Regions from separate parts of the Mus musculus genome. Here region 2 is linked to region 1. The links are chromatin contacts, called in public ChIA-PET maps. All regions are on one chromosome and are shown on one strand. Each heading gives the region's core, a stretch centred on a gene start, on an enhancer-like site or on the middle of the called end of the contact. The rest is flanking DNA. Distances are from core to core; before and after follow the strand shown. Region 1 overlaps BC004004 (cDNA sequence BC004004). Region 2 holds the start of Mtch1 (mitochondrial carrier 1).

Evidence for each region. ChIA-PET counts read pairs in DNA pulled down with a chosen protein or histone mark.
Region 2: an RNA polymerase II ChIA-PET map of effector CD8 T cells shows a contact between it and region 1, with 246 read pairs. The contact joins the promoter of Mtch1 here to the enhancer-like site in region 1. A contact is called at or near these places in 1 of 39 promoter capture datasets (macrophages), 4 of 15 datasets of contacts at CTCF or cohesin (CD8 T cells, the NIH/3T3 cell line, large pre-B cells and 1 more), 18 of 484 Hi-C or Micro-C datasets (the C2C12 cell line, the G1E-ER4 cell line, bone marrow-derived macrophages and 8 more), 17 of 115 datasets of contacts at active chromatin or transcription factors (the 230-238 cell line, CD8 T cells, the HPC-7 cell line and 11 more) and 3 of 9 other capture datasets (adipose tissue, liver and pancreatic islet).

Annotation. Positions count from the first base shown.
Region 1 is chr17:29,301,831-29,308,363 of GRCm38.p6, reverse strand. BC004004 (cDNA sequence BC004004) reads right to left here. Exons shown (of 9, transcript NM_030561.3): 9 at 5,477-6,533. It also overlaps the pseudogene Gm10045. Among named protein-coding and RNA genes, the nearest start is that of Pi16, 14 kb to the left of the region's middle. Within about 2 kb of position 4,258, at least 119 of the 459 cell types and tissues checked have an H3K27ac peak or open chromatin away from gene starts, as enhancers often do. A contact at or near this core is called in the 230-238 cell line, CD8 T cells, the G1E-ER4 cell line and 10 more, where this site is marked.
Region 2 is chr17:29,345,548-29,352,080 of GRCm38.p6, reverse strand. It overlaps Mtch1 (mitochondrial carrier 1), which reads left to right and starts at 4,149. Exons shown (of 12, transcript NM_019880.4): 1 at 4,149-4,614. The coding sequence starts at 4,294.

The DNA.
Region 1 (6,533 bases), core at 3,009-5,508:
CAATGATGCCCACGGCATGCTGGGTGACATTGTAGACTCTTCCGGTTTTGCCGTGGTAGCACTTATGGGGCATTCCTTTTTGAACAGTGCCCATTCCCTTGATGTCTACAATATCACCCTTGTTGTAGATTCGCATGTATGTGGCCAAAGGAACAACGCCATGTTTCCTAAAAGGCCTAGAGAACATGTACCGGGTGCCTCTCCTCTTTCCCTTTGTGTTCATCATTTTGGTGAGTTACTGGAAGATGGCTGCGGCGGCCGAAAGGCTAATAAATAAATCTTAAAAACAAAGTGTTACAGAGCTTAGCAGTGGGGCTGGCGAATGAGGATGTGGTCCTGAGGAGAGAGCGGAGGATGAGAGACGAGTGGAGCCCTGGGAGACAGGCAGGTTCGCTGTGGGGAAGGTGAGGGAGTGGGGTTCCGAGCACAGCGATGAGCTCTGGGCACTGGGGTGCTACCCAGGGCTGGCCTCAGGAGTGCTGTGCACTGCCCTGCAGGCTGGAGGAAGGCAAGATGTAAAGAGGGGCACTCTCCCTGGGCAATGTGTGCACAAGACAGAGTAAGGGCAAGGTAAAGGGACCCGAGGGACACGGTGGCTCGATGGTTCCTCGGTCCTGAGGTCCTAGTAGTAGAGTAGAGGCCTTGGGAGGGAGTGGTGAGGGTGAGAACCCTGGGGAGAAGGGAGAGAGGAGAGAGGGGAGAGGGAGGAGGGAGGGAGAGGGAGAGGGAGGAGGGAGGAGCAGGGGATTCTCAAGTCACTCTCAGATGCTCTTGAGGGCTAAGGTTAGGGTGAGAAGGGCTACCTTCCTTCCTTCAACATGAACCAGACGCTAATTGGAGGCAGAGGTGCTAAAATGTTTAATTCCGAGCAGGCAAATGAGTTATGACTCTGGAGCGCAGTGACTTGTGAAGAGCAAACATTAGGGTGGTAATGAACAATAACATTCATTTCGTGCAAATAAATACTTAGCACTAGCTTCTCGTGTATAATGTAAACGCTCGCTCGCTCGCTCACTCGCTCTGCCCTGGTTCCCCTGACAGCAGAAACCTGTCAGGGGAACCAGGCGCAACCTCACCACAAAGTGTTAAAGGTGAGAAAGAATGAGAGTGAAGGCCCGTGAGGAGCTGTGAGGTAAGGGTGCCCCCAGGAAGGCTCCATTTCTGAGGGGCTGGTGATGTGGTTCACCTGGCAAACACGAACCCTTGGTTTCCATCTCAGGTATCATAGCACCTGACTGTAATCTCAGTCCTCTGAAAGTAGACGCAGGATGCTATGAAGTTCAGATCATTTTTTAGCTACATAAGGCCAGCGTAGTTTATGTGAGAACACCCTCTCACTTAAAAGAAAAGATCTGCAGTGGAGCATAGCTGTGTTTGTGGCTTAGCAGGGGAGGTTGAGGCTCAGTGGGGGTGGGGGGAGGGAACAGGACCTAGGAAGAAAGAAAAATGAAGTAAGATTGCCTTGGGGCTGGACATGGTGGTGTGTTGCTATGATCTCAGCACGTGGGAGCTAGAGGTAGGCAGAGCTTTGCGAGTCCAAGGCTAAACCTGGTCTATAAGGTAAGTTCCAGACCAGCCAGGACTATATATGGACCTTGTCTGAAAATAACAATTACAACAAAACCAGAAAAAAATATGGCCCTGTTATACATTTATATAAAAAGAAATCATGATCTATATTATATACATATATACACATATACACACAAATGCACACAGCACAATGACTTAAAGCCATATTAACTGTGTGCTGCTTGTCTGGTGGTGCCTAGACTGAGCCAGCAGGAGACTTGGGGCCTCCACTTGTGCCACTGTGAGTGGGGTGCCACTGTGAGTGGGGGTACCCTGGAGGACGTGTGGTCACATCAGGTTCTGTGCAGCTGCCTGGCAAGGACAGAGGAATCCTGTCTGAATTTTGAGTAAAAAGCCCAAGGGTGAGGGAGGAAGTGTGGCGAGGGCTGAGACCCTGCCCTTGAGGGGCAGCAGATGAGAAGCCTTGGGTAGATGCTGCAGCTGGAGGATGAGAGCTGTGAGTGCAGGTGAAGGCAGGGGTGGGGGGGATAGGGGGAAGGGGAGACCAGAGGCCCTAGGGCACAGTGTCTCAGGCCTGCCTTAAGGGCCTACTCGCCATCCACTTTTTGAGGAAAAGAAATGGAAGAGGACAGCAAGAACAGGTTCCTTCTTACCAAGCCACACATGTAAACATTCCCTCACACAGCCTTCATTCACTCCGCTCTCTACCTCTCTGAGTTTGCAGCGCACTGCCTGTGGTCACCTGTGGGGCCCTGGGGCTAGGACTGGTAAGTTCCTCTGTCCTCACGTGGCCCACATGGGAATGCATCCAGCTCGACTCCCTGAGGACAGTAGAAAGAGCCTATGCTTGGGGCATCCTTGGCTACCTTGTGCCTTTTCTCCCCTACTCTGGGCATCTGTCGTTGGTCTTTCCGTAGGAGACAGGAAGGGATGGGTAGAGGCCACTGTTAGCCCCTTCCTGGGGAACGGCGTGGAAGGGAAGCTGCCTCGTGAGTGAGACAGGCTTCTCTGGAAATGCCATGGTTGATGCGTCCTGCACCAAGCTCAGCTTGAGGGAGGGGCTCTGTGGAGAGTAAGGATGGCTGCCCGGGAGGACCCCACCCCAGAGTGGCTGTGGTGTAATGAGGTAAAACTTGGTGCAAAGCAGATGTTCTGACTTCCCAATTTGCCCGAAACTCAAAACACACAGCGGGTGGGGTCCCCTTCTCTGCGGGGTGCTGGCAGCTCTGGCTTTTGGACGAGTGACCACTGCCTGACTGACAGGCACCGGGAGAGGCGGGAGGGTCCCTGCTTGCTTATGTAACCATTCTCTGACCCCAGCTCGGCTTCAGGAGTCTGGACATTCCATTCTCCAGAGGGGGAAAAATGACAGATGTATTTAGCACTAATGCCGAAATTATGCAAGGCAAGGAACCCAGACGCGGAGGGGCCTGGACCACCGACAAGCTGGCTGGAGGGTTTTTCCCTCCAGAGCCCAGAACTTGTAGTCCTAATGTGCCCAGGCAAGCTGGTTTGGGCACAGAGTGAGCACCTGTCCATCTCCCCGCTCTCCTTTCTGGGAGGAGCTGCTGGATATCTGGGGACTAGGTGAGGCTGGCTGCCTGCCCAGAGTCCTGTTTTTCATTTGCCACAGGGCTGTCTCCATAAGCACCTACAGCTTCTTAGTGGGCAAGCACTTCTCTTGAGTCACCAGCTGGGTGGTGGGTGGGTGAGCCCCTTCCCTTCCTTCTCCTTCCCCTCCCCACACACTACCAGCTTCGGCTGGGCCAGGAGATACTGACCCTTGAACAGCTGCTGTGGAAGCGATGGGCTGAACACATCCAAGCCACAGGGACAAGGCTGAGGTCACCTGTGGGGAAGGAAGGAATGTGACACTGGCTTTCTGAGCAATGGATCCGACCCTGGGGCCTCTGCTGGGCTTTGGAAGAAGGGACTAGAAGATTGAGAACTGAAAAACAAGTGATGCAACTCCAAGGGGACCCACAGCTGGAGCTGGATACACATCTGGAAAGGCAGTGATGGGAAAACGGCTGGACGCAGTTATGCTCCAGCTACATGCGGTCAAAAAAAAAAAGTTCTTAAATGGGGAGGTCATGGGGAGAGAACTTATATAAAGATCCTGACGAGGATCTTTCTTCCAGCTTGTCTTACCCTTGGGGCTCCTACCTTGCTGACTTTCCTGGTCACAGGCTCCCACCCCAGTGGGGCACGCCCACAGGCTAAGAATGACAGTCTTCCTGGATGGGACCGCCCTGCCTGCCTGCCCGCCTGCTCGCCTGCCCACCTGTTGTGGTTTCCTGTTCTAGCCTCAGTTTCCTTCCTCGTGAATCTTCTGCGCTGGACTATGCTATGTTGAAGGGCAGCATCTCCGTCTCCAGGGAAACAGGAAGCCAGAAGGACTGGGGATGTTATTCTTTTCTTTTAGAAGACAAACCATACTATCCCAGGACTTGGGAGGCAGACACACAGATCTCTGTGACTTAAGGCTAGCTTGTTCTGTGTAGTAAGTTCCAGGACAGCCAGGGCTACACAAGGAGGTCCTGTCTCAAACAAATAAACAAGCCTACACCCAAATTTGCTCTGAATTGCACCAAATTGGTGAGTGTCACAGGTCACTCCCTCTCCTTAATAAAACCCAGAGTGGGGCGAGGGCAAGCCCTGGCTCTTCCATAAGCTGCAAGGGCTGTGGTGTCCATTCAGAGTTGACTGTGTGAGCTCTGGGTACTTGGGCACAAATGCTTCAAGCTAGCTCACAACACCTGCCTCCCCAGGGAGCCAATCTAGAGCCTAGAGTCCCACAGAGAATGAACCCAACTCAAACAGAGCTGGCCACGCCACTGCCTAGTAAACACATTAACCTGTGGCAATACCATCCTTTTGGAGCCCCACTGCTGATTCCCACTGGCACCTGAGGTGAGACAGCTGATTGGTCTCCCAGTTCCTCACCTTGCCACGTCCCCCCTCCATACCAGCAGGCAAGCAGAGGGCCCTCTGCTGCTGTCTCCAGGTCTCAGCCCTTCCTGCAGGCTTCCTTGAGGTGGGTGACTTCTATGTGGTGGCTATGAGTGGGAAAGCCTGAGAACTTCTCCCTTAACCCGCACACTGGCGTCTCAGCTGAAGCACACACAGAAGCCTGGACTGGTCTCTGCTGCTTCTCTGCTGCACCGCAGAGCAGCCTGGGAGTTTTGGGACTTCCCATGTGTCCTTAAGGCCAATACAGGCAAGGTTTCCTTAGTTTTCAAGTTTTCCGAGTCAAACAGGGAAAGAACACAAGGTAACCCCCAGGCTGAGACGGTGGCCCTGCACTTCACCTCTGAGCCTCCTCAGAGCCCTCGGTGGTTAACTCTAAAGATCACATTTCAGCAGGCTCTGGAGCCCCAGGCCCTGTGTGGAACCCTGCTCCGCACCATCAGGGGAAGGACTCTGGAAGCTCAGGGCTGGCCTCTGCTTGGTCCTCTTGACTTACAACCTCTGAAATCCTAACTGCTTAGCAGTGGAGCCTATCTACAAAGGCTTGTTTTCCCTCCAACAGCCACACAAAGGACAAGCTCCCCCAGGTGCAGTCCCTGCTTGAGCCAGAGGAGGCTCTGAGCCCTTCCACTCAGCTTTGTGAAGGCTGCCTTTCACGAACCACAACCACCCCAGCCTCCTCTCTTTGGCACCCTCTTTGGTTGACCCCACTCATGCTCCCTGTTGTGAGATGGGAGGGAATGAGGGCCTGGAAGAAGGCACAGGGCCCCTCCGAGGGCAGAGAGGACCCCACAGAGGGTCATGACTTCCACCACTACTGGCTGCTTTGGCCTATAGACCTGGGCAGACATCTGACTTCTGCAATTTGGAACCAGAGGCCACTCAATTCTTTTTGTCCATCTTTGTAAGTGACGTCCAGCGACCAAGTACCTAGTCATATCAATAAAAGACCAGTAAGAAGGTAGAGGAAGCTGGGTGCAATGGTATACTCCTTTAATTTTCAGCACTTGGGGCACAGGCAGATCTCTGTGAGTTTGAGGCCAGTCTGGTCTACATGAGTTCGAGGCTAGTCAGAGCTACACAGCAAGACCCCAAAAAAGAACAAGAGGGCAGACCATCCTTTTTTGCACTGTTTGATAAGAACACCCCCAAAGCACTTGGGGGTGCAGTAAGCACAGAATATTATTTAGGATACTCCTGCATCTCAACTAAACCAATATCTCACCTTGCCCTGGTACAGAAAAGGTAGGGCAGAGGGCCCTGAAGTGAGCCGCAGACCCTGCAGCAAACGCTCCGGCTCTCTGGCTCTGCAGCTCCTCCCTCGACCACATTACATCAGCTCTGAGGCTGCTGACATCTCTGTAGAAAGTCAGGCCTAAAGATCAAACTCAGGGAGGTGCCCTGTCTCCCTCAGGCCCGCTATTCTAACTCATTCCTTCTGAAGGGGGTGGGGTGCAGCAGCAGTTGACAAAGGCTCTGCTGCCTTAGCAGAGAGGGTGCTGGCCAGCTGGGGGAGGCCGAACTTCTGAGAAAACAATCTGATGGCAGTGTGGGAGGAAACCAGGATTTAGTAAGACTTGAATTGTAACCCAGTCTCCAGCACCCCTTACAGAAACTCCAGGCGCCATGGACATTATGTAAGATGTACACTGTCCTCCTCTTCATGATGCTGAGGGCTGCACTCTGGGCTCAAACGTGTCTGGGAAGCACTCTACCACTGAGCTACATCCCTAGATCTGGGGGGCGCAGGGGGAGTGGTGGAACAGTGTTGAGACAGGGTCTCATTATGTAACACTTGGAGACCAGGAACTCACTATGGAGACCAGCTTAGCCTAGAACTCAAAAGATATGCACCTGCCTCCCAAGTGCTGGGACTAAAGGTGTGCAGCACGACACAGGTGCAGGCACCTTTAAACATGCAATTCCAGCTATCCAATCTGTCCCTCCCCACCCCCCAAGCCCCCCAGGTTCCAAATTCACTTTCCTTGTCAAACTGTAGTGATCAAAGTCAGCTATGGCTTTCGCACCAA
Region 2 (6,533 bases), core at 2,900-5,399, 44 kb before region 1:
AAAATTTTTTTTGAGAGAGGATTTTATTTATTTATTTATTTATTTTTGGTTTTTCAAGACAGGGTTTCTCTGTGTAGCCCTGGCTGTCCTGGAACTGACTCTGTAGACCAGGCTGGCCTCTAACTCAGAAATCCCCCTGCCTCTGCCTCCCAAGTACTTGGATTATAGGCGTGTGGCACCATTGCCCGGCTTAAATTTTTTTAATTGATTTTTTTTTTTTTGTCATGCTGAACCTGAGGTTTCAACCTGTTCCTCAAGTGTGGATTATTTCCTTTCATCCTTTGTTAACCCTAAAAATCAGGATCAGGGGGTGTTCAGACAATGTCATGGCCAAGTAGAGACTCTTGATGTCTCAAATCCCACTGAGCACCCAGACTGAGCACAGGTACCCCAGAATAGCTAGTTTCCACTGGGGAACTTGTAGGAGTGGTGCTGCGGACCCTTTTTGGTCCCTGTCTTCGTAGAATGGGTCTCTAGTTGCAGGTGGACAAGGAGTCGGCAAATGACAGACAGAAGCGACAAGAGAGATTGTGTAGAATCTGAGTGTAATTTTTTTTTTCGAGACAGTGTTTCTCTGTGTAGCCCTGGCTGTCCTGGAACTCACTCTGTAGACCAGCTGGCCTCGAACTCAGAAATCCACCTGCCTCTGCCTCCCAAGGGCTGGGATTAAAGGAGCGCCACCACGCCCAGCGAGTGTAATTTTTCAAGTGGAGCATCAAACTTTTTATACAGAAGAGTGACAAGAAACCACGTGAGACATCCACCAAGTTACAGTGACACAATACAAAAGGAATGTATACATCAAAAGATGGCGGTGACCAGGTCCTGTTTACCACTAAGAAGGGAGCCAGGTCTATTGTTAAGCCCACCACCAGGGGTTCTTAGTAAATGCCTGATTATGCTGTTCCTTTGGGCCTAGTGAAGAAATCTCTCTCAGGGGGATTCCCTAACTCTTTCATGATAAACCCACTTATTGGCTAGGCCATTGTGAATTCCCTTGTCTGGGTAAGACTGACTACTGTCCCAAGTAAACACTCTGCAGACCAGCCCAGAGCTATTCCGGCTCCATTCTTTGCAATGCCTAATTAGTTCCACCATCTCTACTAGCAGTAAATTTGAATGTTACTGGATAGATAACCTTCTTACAGAATTCCTACTGAATTCCAAGTTTGTCGGCTTCAAGGATTTTTTTAGGAGTTGGAACACTGGCAAGGGCTTAGCTATGTCAGAATTCAATCTTTAAAGGCACTTTACAATAAAATAATACCAAAAGAGAGCACGTGGATCCATACACCAGACTAATGTGGGGATAGGGTATGAGTATACGGGTTATGAGAATGCCTGGTTCCAGGAGGTTGAGTTTCTCGTGAGCACTTCCAGGCCTCTCGCCTGCCAAGCAGACTTCACTGGAGTGTGCGTAGCAGAATGGGATTCAGCTCACCCACATATACATATATTCACCCACCCCGGCTTGGAGTGTATGGCTCAGAGGTAGACTAATTGCGTAGGATGTGTGCAGCCCTGGAGTTTATTAGAAATGCTTTGATGCCATCAGGAGGCAGGGGCTGGTGGATGTCTGCGACTTCAAGGTCAGCCTGGTCTACAGGTGGAGATCCAAGATCCAGCCAAGGTTCCATCATCCCCAGTACTGCTAAAAACAAACCCAAATTTTTTTAAAAGAAAGAAAGGAAAAGGAAAATGGATCAGACCTTGCCCTTTTTAGTTCTCAGAGGCAGGAAGTCTCAACGATGATTAGCAATCGCTGATGCCAACTGAAACCACACAGGAGAGGCACTAGGAAGCAGGCTGTAAGGATGGACTTCTGGGCGGGCGGGGTGGTGCACAGGACAGGGCAGGTTTTCTACTGCAACGAGCCATGGTTATCAAGAGCAGATGCTAGATTTTCTCCTTTTTCTCCCCAAAAGGAGCCCAAGACTCAGGGACATTTGTTTGTTTTTCAAGACAGGGTTTCCCTGGCTGTCCTGAAACTACCTCTGCCACTACCCACATGGCAAAGACAATAGTTTATTCCTAAATGTAAAGACTAACTGACTGATACGTATCAGAGCAGAATGAGGAAACCTACAGGCACATGGGTGCCCTAAAATCATAGTAAGGGCCGAAGAGATGGCTCAGCCATTAAGCACTCCGGTTGCTCTTACGGAGGAATTGGGTTCAGTTCTCAGCTCACAACCATTGGCTTCCTAGGGTACCAGGCACACATGTGGTGTACATAAGTATAAATGAAATGCAAACAAAACACTCTTGCCCATAAAACAAAATAAACCAGGCCTCAGAATGTGACATGCCAGACCAGGTATATTAGTTAGGGTTTTACTGCTGTGAACAGACACCATGCCCAAGGCAAGTCTTATAAAAAATCATTTAATTGGGGCTGGCTTACAGGTTCAGAGGTTCAGTCCATTATCATCAAGGCAGGAGCATGGCAATATCCAGGCAGGCATGGCGCAGGCAGAGCTGAGAGTTCTATGTCTTCATCCAAAGGCTTCTAGTGGAAGACTGACCTAGGGTGAGAGTATTAAGCCCACACTCACAGTGACACACCTACTCCAACCAGGTCACACCTATTCCAACAAAGCTACAACTCCAAATGGTGCTACTCCCTGGCCCAAGAATATACAAACCATCATACTAGGGAAGGGTACAATACTCTCTCACCTGGACCTCATAGAAAGGAAGACACCTAACTCTGGACGTCAGGCCTATCTTTTGACCACTCAGTGTATATTGTCAAGGGACAGAGGAATGAGAAGTCCTGGCAATCCCAGGGGCTTCAGTTTAGCTGGGTTCCCAGTGTTTGATGTGGCCTGTTTGAATTACCATCCATCTGTCTGTCCATCTGCTCACCCACCTGTACCCAGTCCTGCAAGCCCTCAGCAGCTCTGCCCTTCCTGAGCCGTTCTCCAGATGGACTGGTTAATATCTAACCTCAGAAGTGGCTTTCTCTGCCTCTGCCTCCAGTAAGGACTCTTTCAAATTGTTGAGATTTGTGGCCTTTGTAACCCTTTGAAGTCATTCTGTCACACACACACACACACACACACACACACTTATAATCACAGTGTGATCTGTATCTTGAGATAATATTAGTAACTAAGATGTGAATGAAAGAATTGTGATTGCTAACAGCCAGCTATCAATTGCAGCCAAGGAAATTGATGTAGCATGGTGCACAGCTCAGTCTGGCCTTGAACTCCTATCCTGATGCCTCTGCCTCCTGAGTATCGGGCTTACTTTACAGGTGTGTGCCACTGCACTGGATTGTTACTTTGTTTGCTTCATTCATTCCCTTAGGAATGGTTTCCCTGAAGATATACTTTCTATGCATTCCTATATTTGCGGTGATAGAAGATAGATATTAATGCCAGACAATACAATATGATACAACACAGTACAGTACACGGTAGTACGGTACAGGGAGCCACATTCGGAATGGGCCATACAAAAACACGGTCCAATGGGGGACAGTCAAATACAGATCGGAAAAACAAGGCACTGGGGACAATACGGAGGAAAAGCCCACAGATGGAAAGTATTTGCGTGGGCAAGTGTCAGGAACGTGAGGTAAAACCTACACCACGGGCAATCAGGGAGGGTGCAAATATCTGACCATTCCAAAGACCTTCCTTGCAAACTAGCAAGAGGACAAGGTCCCTTGCTAGGGACCAAAGGGTCCCTGCTGACTCTGAGGTCCATTACCAGAAGACTCTATTATTGGGCAGTTCAAGACCAGCTGAGAGCTGCTGTGCTTGTTCAGAGGTGGAAACAAATCACCGGCTGGAGTAAGCACCTTCCTGGAAGGTGGCCCTAAGAATTGCTCTCAAGGCATGCGTAGCACTATGCTCCAGGCACTAGACTAGAGCTCTCCCAGGCCTAGTTATTTAGTAACTAAACGCAGCCAGCACCGGGCCTTCATAAGTGCACAGGCAAAGAGTGCTCCCAGCCCTCAGCAGCTGTGAGTTACTCAACTATTGAGGGGTTTCTACACAGGTCCCGGGATCGTGCTGAAGGAGTGCAGAAGCAGGGCACACAGACTGAGACTCGTAGGCACGATTGCGGTGACTGGCCTGGTCCGCAAAGGGGCGGGCACAGAGCTGCAAAGAACCCGCCCCGGGCCGGAGGAGGCGGGCCCGGGAGCACCAAGGAACAACACTCGCCCGCCCGCCATGCCCCCTCGCCCCGCGGCGTGAGTGGTGCTGCCAGGACCCTCCCCTTGACGTTCGGGGCGTGGCCAGCACCACGTGACGGGGAGTGACCTCCACGCCTGGCGCCATGGGGGCTTCGGACCCGGAAGTGGCGCCTTGGGCTCCCGGCGGCGCCGCGGGGATGGCGGGAGCCGGAGCTGGTGCAGGAGCTCGGGGCGGCGCGCCGGCCGGAGTCGAGGCCCGCGCTCGGGACCCGCCACCCGCGCACCGCGCGCACCCTCGCCATCCTCGGCCCGCGGCTCAGCCGTCGGCGCGCAGGATGGACGGCGGCCCGGGCGCCCCGGGCTCCGGGGACAACGCCCCGACCACCGAGGCGCTGTTCGTGGCGCTGGGCGCGGGCGTGACGGCTCTCAGTCACCCGCTGCTCTACGTGAAGCTGCTGATCCAGGTGGGGCGGGGGGCGCGGCGGGAGGATGTGGATGGGATGTGCGGTGTGGGGGTGCAGGGAGGGGGCTGAGGGATCTGAGTGATTGACGTGGGAAAGGAAGCGATTTGGAGGTGCTGGGAGGGAGCGAAGGGACGTGAGTGACAGACGTGGGGTAGGAAGGGATTTGGGGGTGCAGGGAAAGGCGATGAGATGTGGGAGATAAGTAGTCGAAGGCAGTGAGCTTGAAATTCCGAAGGGTAATGGATTTGGGGTGCGGAAAGAAGCCACAGGATTGGGGGAGGGCCGAGAAGTTTTGGTGAATGGGTAGATGAGGGCTGGCTGGGTACAAAAGCGACGTGTTTAGAAGGTGAGTACATTTGGGGCAGAGGACAGCGGGGCTCTGGATTTATAGAGATGGATGAAAGCTTTGAGGGACAAAGGAGTGGGCAGCAGGGCCAAAAATTTCAGAGGGAAAGAATGCAGCAGGGAAGAGCTATCGGTTTACTTGAGAAGGAGCCTGTAGATTTGATGGCGACGACAGATTTGGTGGGAGGAGGGGCCTCCGCATTGGTGGAGGGGGGGAGTGGAGCGGTGTCTGGAAAGGGGAGCCAGGAGGCGGCTTTTAGGGGGAAGGGGAGAATGGGATGACGCATTTAGTGGAGGAAGGAAGGAATTGAAGTAATTGTGTCTGCGTGGGTTGGGAATGGGCAGAAAATGGGGATAGGCACAATAGGTAAGGGTTGTCAAAGCTGGAGCAAAGGTAGGGATGTCTGGATTCAAGGATGCTTGGGCACCTAAACGCTTTTTTGCTTGTTGGCAGCAATTCACTCCAATAGAGGATGAGGAAAGGGTAAAGGGGGAGGAGGGATCTGGTTGGAAGGAGGTGTTGTGCATTTGGCAGAATTGGGTGGGTGTGTGATGGAGGTGGGGAGAGTTTTGATTGGCGTGGTTCAGGCTCAGACTGATAATCAAAGATGAAGCCTAGCATTTTCCAAAGGAGTGGGGGATGGGTGGTGAGGATTGAGTTGGAGACCCAGCTAAGATTTGAGGTTTGATTTAAGGCAAGTGAGTGTGAAGATTATTGTACTATCCTTGTCATAGAACTGAGAGAATTAGAAATACATTTGGAATGAGAAGGCCTTAAGAATGGGAGTCGCTGCTGGGCAGTGGTGGCGCAGGACTTTAATCTTAGCATTTGGGAGGCAGAGGCAGTCGGATTTCTGAGTTCGAGGCCAGCCTGGTCTACAGAGTGAGTTCCAGGACAGCCAGGGCTACACAGAGAAACCCTGTCTCGAGAAAAACAAACAAAGAATGGGAGTTGCTGAAGCCCTGGGGTCTGAGGAATGGGGATTCTAGAATTTGGAGTTTAACTAGAAATATAAGGAATGAGAAGATACTGTCAGGGCCATTGGGCATCAAATTGTGCAGAGATTTGGAGACGGCTGAAAGGGGGATTTGGAGACCAGCACTGACCTACTGTCATGTGAATGTGTATTTACAACATAGTGTTGCAGCCACAGCAAGCCTCAGCTTAGGAGGGACTCTGGGCTTTGCAGGTATCTGAGTTGAGCAGTTGGAGGTGCTAGGAGCTGATGGGGTGAGAATCAAATGCTGGACCTTAGGATGGCAGGCGGAGAGGGTCGGGGGGGCTCTGGGTGTAGTGTGGGAGGACACAGGGGAAGTGGCTTATCATTGGGAGCATGGTGGCATTAGTGTGGGGGTTTGAAAGAATGAAAGGTCTTTGGAGAGGGACCTAGAGAGTGAAGGGGAGCCCAAAGGGTGATGGGAACTAGATGGCAGGGGGGTGTAAGCCTAAGAGCTCTGTTGGGGGTGACAACTTCAGGGAGCTTAATGGCTATAGCTTAGTAATCGGTAACACTGAACAAAAAAGCAACAATAATAACAGATTGTGTTTTGCAGGGAACAGGTGTGCAGGCTAG